Regions from separate parts of the Sus scrofa genome. Here region 1 is linked to region 2. A link is a contact called in public HiChIP or PLAC-seq data. All regions are on one chromosome and are shown on one strand. Each heading gives the region's core, a stretch centred on a gene start, on an enhancer-like site or on the middle of the called end of the contact. The rest is flanking DNA. Distances are from core to core; before and after follow the strand shown.

Region 1 (3,518 bases), core at 467-2,966, 250 kb before region 2:
CCCACAGCTGAACCCCCTAAACTCGTGATGGTTACCGCGGTGTATGCACACTTTAACATGCCATGACAAGCTCTGCAATTACCCACTGTTCCTCCTAACATAAAAGCTTAGAACTTGAAAAGCCTACAATTTGCATGGCTTTGTGGGGAAGTACTCACCCATTACTGCAGTAAATACGAAAATCTGCATTAAAGCATCATTAAAGCTGAAATTGTAATTATGCCAGAGTGAGTAAGTTCAAAGGCAGAGATGGCATTGGTGTACGTGATATTTAAGAAAACGCTCCCTAGTGTAGGTACTTGAATTTAAAACACAGACAACTTCTAATCCTTCCTCACAGGTTGCCCAAGCGGGAGCATCAGGCCTTCTACCAAGGGCACAGGACGCTGAATGAAGACAGCTGGCTGATCCCCAAGCTAACAGGACCCCTGCCTCAGGTTCTTTTATCGCTGTGGAACAGTTAGTTTTTCTGTGATATAAATCCACACACTCTCACCAGCTAATGGGCTGAAGAAGGCAGTCTGAATTTGCATAGAGCTAAAGATTGGTAACAAGTTCAGAGATAACTTGGAGGAAGCTAGTGAAAGAGAATGCTAGAAGCTTGATAGTGCTGGAAAAACCCGAAGTCACTGTGACAGTCACCAAAGCTGTCTGTCCAGTCTGCTTTGTTTTGTGTCTCCAAGTTGTGAAAACCTCAAGGGTGAGGAGAGAAGTGACTTAGCCAGGATTTCAAATGCACTTTTTAGTTTCTAGGTCACGGTTTATTTATCATATCTCTTAGATAAAAGCAACACTAAACATAAGGCAATCCCCTGTTTTTTGATTAGCAGATAAAAAAGGTTTTTGTGTGGCCAATTTGAATATATATTTGAATATTCTTCCCAGAGATTTAGAAGACGTAATAATACGTGTCATTTGTATATTTTAAAATGACAAAATATGTAATTATCATACCACAAAAGTTTTTTGTTCTGGGTTTGTTTGTTTTGCTTTTTTTTTTTTTTTTTGCATTTTAAGCCTGCACCTGGGCAGATGGAATTTCCCAGGCTAGGGGTTGAATCGGAGTTGTAGGTGCAGGCCTACACTGCAGCCACAGCAGCGCTGGATGCTTAATCCACTACAGGAGGCTAGGCATTGAATCTGCATCCTCATGGATATTGGTCCTGTTGGTAAGCCCCTAAGCCACGATTTAAGTCTGTGTAAGACTTAAATCTGAAAATGTCTACTCTAAATGGAGACAAAGTTGATAAACCAATTATTTTAATCTCCATTTATAATGTTACCTAATTTGAAATTTAAGAGTCTCGCTCACTAACTTTCAAGAAAATTGGTTATTTGAGACTTGAGTTTCTCAAGTATTCTAACTCATTCAAAATTTATAAGAATCTCTATTCTCATAGAAAAAATAACCTCAAGAATTCCCAATGTCTATTTTCTATCAAAAAGAGAACAGTTCGGATTTCCTTAATTTCAGTGAAACGTTGCCTTGTTTGCTCAGTGGACTTGGGAGGGGGTACAGCTCCTTAGCAACCAAACTATTAGAGAATATGAAAGGCAACAGCTCCCTCTCAGCTTTTAGTAATGGATGAAACAGATTATATGATGTACAGGTAAATGAAAGATTTGCTAAAATGACTTTCAAAATAAAGTTATTAAGATAATGCACTATACACTTTGAGTGGGAACATAAGTTGGTGTAGCCGCTGTGGAAAACCATACGGAGGTTCCTCAGAAAACTAAAAATAGAACTACCGTATGATTCAGCAGTCCCACTCCCGGGTATATATCCAGACAAAATTATAATTCAAAAAGATACATGTTGAAAGGAGCACAATTTACAACAGCCAAGACGTGGAAACAACCTAGATGTCCACCAACAGATGAGTGTATTAAGAAGATGTGGTATATACATACAGTGGAACACTACTCAGCCATTAAGAAATGAAATTATGCCATTTGCAGCAATATGGATGCAACTAGTGATTATCATACTAAGGGAAGTAAGTCATAAAGAGAAAGACAAATACCGTATGATTTGTGGGATCTAAAATATGACACAAATATGATGCAAATTATATAGAGAATGGGTGAACAACTAAGTCCTACTGTATAGCACAGAGAACTCTATTCAATATCATATGATAAACCATAATGGAAAAGAATATGTATAACTGAATCACTTTGCTGTACAGTAAAAATTAACATAGCATTGTAAATCAACTATACTTCAATTAAAAAAAAATACACTCTACATGGGGCTTTGTAAGCACTTAGATATTTAAGAGGACTTTCTCTTTAGGGGGAAAACAGACCTTGTCTTCCCTCAGGGGTATGATGCATTTTGGTCAACGAACTAAGAAGGAGCTCTGTGCATTTCTTTATAAACAGTTATTTACTGTTTCAACAAATAATGGCTATGTGCCTGACAGAGATTACTTACTTGCTGCTAAAATTCACTGGTCCCTCTCCGGGAGCCCTGTCTTCTCTTGGCATTTGTGACCTTCTCCTCTTTCCCTTCTGCCTCTCAGGTTGCTGCTTCTCAGTTTCTGCCCAGCTACTTGTCCTCTCAAAACCTCTAAATGTCAACATTGGAGACAAGGCCCCAGGTTCTGTATCCCGAACTTCCAAAACTCTTTCCCTCAGTGACTCATCTGTTCCCCAGGTTTTAAATACGATCTGTAACTGAGTGGTCCAGACTCTGATCACCAGCACAGACTCTAGAGTCTCAGGCCCAGGTAACAACTGGTGATTTACGTCACTGAGATGTTTGACAGGCATCTTAAATCCAAGAAGCAGCACAATGAACTCTTAAGCAAGCATTACCTCAGACCTGTGCATCTTATCTCCTCTGTCTTGGGAAGCAGCCCTTCCACTGATCCATTTTCTCAGCAAGAGATCTGGAAGCCGCCTTTGATCAACTCTCACCCCACACCTAATCCATCAGTAAATATTGTCAATTCTAACTTGAAAAAATAGGTAATTAAGATCCAATTTTACTCAGCCACAAAAAAAGAATGAAATAATGCCATTCACGGCAACATGGACGCAACTAAGTGAAGTAAGTCAGAAAGACAAAGACAGATACCATATGATATCACTTACATGTGGAATCTAAAATATGGCACAGATGAACCTACCTACAGAACAGAAACAGACTCACAGATATAGAGAACAGACTTGTGGTTGCCAAGGGGGGAGCAGGGAGGGAATGGGATGGACTGGGAGTTTGGGGTTAGTAGATGCAAATAAGGACATTTAGAATGGATAAGCAATGAGGTCCTACTGTAGAGCTCAGGGAATTATATTCAAAATCTGGGGATAGAACATGATGGAAGATAATAAAATTAAAAAAATGTATAAATATGTGTGACTGGGTCACTTTGCTATATAGCAGAAATTGGTACAACACTGTAAATCAACTATACTTTAATTTAAAAAAAAAAGACCCAACTGGTGCCCTAGAAACCAAAACAAGTCAAAGAAAATGTACAGTTGATACATAAATACAAGAAAGTTGC
Region 2 (3,558 bases), core at 924-3,423:
ATGTATCTTGTGTGGGTGTTGAAATGTTTCCTATAGTAGGTGTTTGTGAATTAACTTAATTCCTAAGTTCACTAGGTGGCGTTGCGCCTAAGGACTACAGTGACTGACGTGTTTAGTAATGCAAATATGTACTTACATCTTGCATTTTGTAAGTAGTTTCCTAATGCTGGAATTTCTTAAAAGAGCTACTCTGCATAGGCAATGTCTCCTTAAAAAAAACTAGATATAATGGGAGTAAGAGAATAACAGGCTTTGCTGAATTCAAAATAAAGTTGTAACTATGAGCAGAACTTTTCAGCACTTTTATACTGCTATTTCTTGCAGTGTGGAGACTTTTATCTCATTTATAATAGAAAGCAGACATTCTTGATCTATTAATATAGTAGCACATGGCAGGTGTAGTTAAAGTATGTTACGTAAATGGAGATCTAACAGTCTGAGTACTATTTAGCAATGTTTTCTTTGTTTTGTAGCAAATCTTGAAAAAAGAGCTCCATTATTTTCAATACCACAATAATGATTTCTTTCTAAAATTAAACGCCCTATGAAACATGTACCTCTCAGAAGGACCATATATCTATCTCAATCATATCATCTGAAGTTATGACAACATATATTACACAAATAACCACAAAAGGAGTGTCTTATCAAAGACACATTTTAAATTACCTAAAATGAATTAAAGAGAAAATGCTCAGCAGAATTACAATCGATGTACTAATAATCTAAGCATTATCAGTTTAATAGAGTTTATCATCTTTTTAACAAAGAGCTTTTCCATACTTGACCAATGACCCCAGAGAGAATATGGACCCACACAAACAGCTGTGCAGTACCAGAACTTTATAGATGTGATGAAAACAAAGAAAAGGAAATCCACAGCAGTGACTAACCCCACTGTACCTTCAAAACAATGACCACACCGAAAATCATTAAAGACGCAGTCTGTTTACTTAGGTTTGGAACAATGGGTGACATTTAACCCCAACTTTTTAATCCCTCTTTGTTTGTCTACAAATAATTTTTAGTTTATCTATGATATTATTATAATATTAGAGTAATCAGAATAATATTAGTATCAGTAATTGACATTTAAAATAAAAAGCTGACAGCTAGACCAGCTGTGAGTCAAAGACCATTAAGGAATATCTGGAAGCATTTCTACATGTGCTGTATATTTGGTCTTCCCTAGCACTTTTTTTTTTTTTTACTTTCAAAAATAATGAATGGGAGTTTAACAATGGCTAATGGTTAGAGTCTTTCACAGAGAAAACTGTCACTTATACACAGAAAAAAAAAAGAGTTAACAAGGAGTTAAACATACTAATTTTGAACATTCTTATGTTTTGGCATCCTGAAACTTACAAATTGCCAAGCAGATGTTTTTTTCAAGTTTTCTGATCTGCCAAGTTTTAACTTGGAATACATTTGTAGGCTAAAGTCGGAGTAATTTAATTAGATAAACTTGGGCACAAGAAAGCAAGGGAGTAAGATACACATCTTTCCACATCTCAACATAAACAAATTACAGGGGACTCTGATTGAGCTGCCGGCAGAAACTTTCATCTGCCTGACAGAAGGAAACCTCCCAGCAGCTGCACACATCTGCAAGGCGATCAGACAGATGCTGCCTCCGCACGGGCTGATCCCAACACAAAACTGAGTCCTATGTTTCCAGAACTGAACAGAGTTGCTACCCTAGACAGACTTCCCAGAGACTTGACTAGATGCCAAACCAGCTTATCAGCTGTCACTGCCAGCCACCATTCAACTATTCTTGAACCACCAGCAGAAAAACAAACAACCAAACAAAGTATCAAACTAAAAGTCGTGTCTATTGTCTCTGACAAAAGAGCCTCTCTCTTTGAACCCTGTGATGTGTCACTGAACCCTGTAACCAGAGACTCAGCGCATCACGCTACCGAGTGGATACTAAGAACTGTGCACATATTTGTGCCCGTAAAGGAATGAAAAGGGAACTTTGAAATCCTCCACAGCTGGCAATTGGCAACGCTACATTTCAAGTATGGAAGGATCTCCTACCTGGAGCCCTCTTCGTCTTAGGATGCTGGACTCATCCATCTCCCCCTCCGCTTTCTCTGAGCCTCTCACAACAGTCTAGCCATGCTGTACTACCTCTACTTCGGCAAGCTAATTCAGAGCCCGGCAGCTGCTAAACACTTACATCACGCTCTAGCTGATTGGAGCCCGGAGTCAGCTGGTCCGGCTTAGTTATTCACTCCAGCAACTTCGGGGATCACGGATGCTTGCAGTTCGGTGGGAGAGCGCAGCAAGTGGGCTCAGACACCTAATGCATGCATCCAGGCGCAGGAGGCTCTTGCTAGCAGACAGGAAATTGTGGGATCCCTGCTTTTCCTTCTTCAAAATACTGAAGCTGGTATTCCCAGTGACCAGAAAATGGCTTGTGGCAGTGGCCTCAGGTCAAGCCCCTTCAGAAACAACTCTAAGGTCCAAGCGGCTAAGTGAATCAGCAGTGGCAGACACCTCTGTAAAAGGCAGCTACTGACTGGGATGGCGGGAAACTAGGGCACAGCTGGTTAGCCAAGCAGCACCAGCGTGCCTGGTGCTCATCTTTTCTGATGGCATCAAAGAGAAAAAGATGTAGCAGAACACACACAGACACACTCACACACACAAGCACTGCCGGAAGCCAGCAAACGAAGGGCTCTGGGCAGCCTCCCTCCAGCCACAGCAGGAACCCCTTACCCCTCCCAGTGTGAAAGCCAATTCATTTACATAAATACCTTGCCAGTGGATACCTAGCCCAAAGGTACAAACATTTTAGATTTTTTTTTTCATGGCCACATAATAACTTGGCTCTATTGATACTGGACCAAATTGTAAAAAGGGAGAAGAAATTCTAAGAACTATCATTAGTTGGAATATTAACCTATCTCTAGTCTATAAGCAACTAAAAAAAAAAAAAAAAAAAGATTCCCATCATGTGCAATTTCACAGTCTGTTTCAGCTTGTTTATTCCGCTCATCCTCATCTTATTTCAATTCAAAGCAACCAAGAGATGAATATTAAGTTTTCATTACCGACTTGACACAGGAGTAACAATATCCGATACTACCAATTTATAATAAATTACCCCCCCCTTGATTTCTCTTCTACAGATATTGAAATGGAAAGCATAGCATTGTCCTGAGAGGCAGATACTGGGGCTATCTGCAGTCTGTCTCAAAACCACCCCCTCCTTCACTCTATCCGTCAGTCTTTTATTGAAAGAGAGGTAGTCAGGAAGGCAGGCATAACTTTAAAAAAAAATGAGCAATTTCTGGTTTTTACCTACTCCAGATATCCAGCGAGTTCTAAACAGCGGGGTGGGGAAGGAAGTGACAAGTGGCTCCCTGCTCCCCCACCTGCTATTACTCTAGCTTTCTGTCTCTTTCTGGCTGTCAACACACTATTAGGCTTGCTAGCAATTGATTAGATTATGTCATTAAAAACAGCTCAGGGATTTGTGAATCAACCACTGAGGAAAATTGATTGCATTTTATGTTCCCAAACCGTCTTTGCCCACATCTCCAGACA

The links. HiChIP or PLAC-seq counts read pairs in DNA pulled down with a chosen protein or histone mark.
Region 1: an H3K27ac HiChIP or PLAC-seq map of skeletal muscle shows a contact between it and region 2. The contact joins two enhancer-like sites.

The regions. Positions count from the first base shown.
Region 1 is chr16:45,447,864-45,451,381 of Sscrofa11.1, reverse strand. The region is part of intron 5 of MAST4 (microtubule-associated serine/threonine-protein kinase 4); the gene reads right to left. Among named protein-coding and RNA genes, the nearest start is that of CD180, 140 kb to the left of the region's middle. Within about 2 kb of position 1,716, at least 5 of the 83 cell types and tissues checked have an H3K27ac peak or open chromatin away from gene starts, as enhancers often do. A contact at or near this core is called in skeletal muscle, where this site is marked.
Region 2 is chr16:45,195,061-45,198,618 of Sscrofa11.1, reverse strand. All of the region lies in intron 3 of MAST4 (microtubule-associated serine/threonine-protein kinase 4), which reads right to left. Among named protein-coding and RNA genes, the nearest start is that of MAST4, 220 kb to the right of the region's middle. Within about 2 kb of position 2,173, at least 35 of the 83 cell types and tissues checked have an H3K27ac peak or open chromatin away from gene starts, as enhancers often do. A contact at or near this core is called in skeletal muscle, where this site is marked.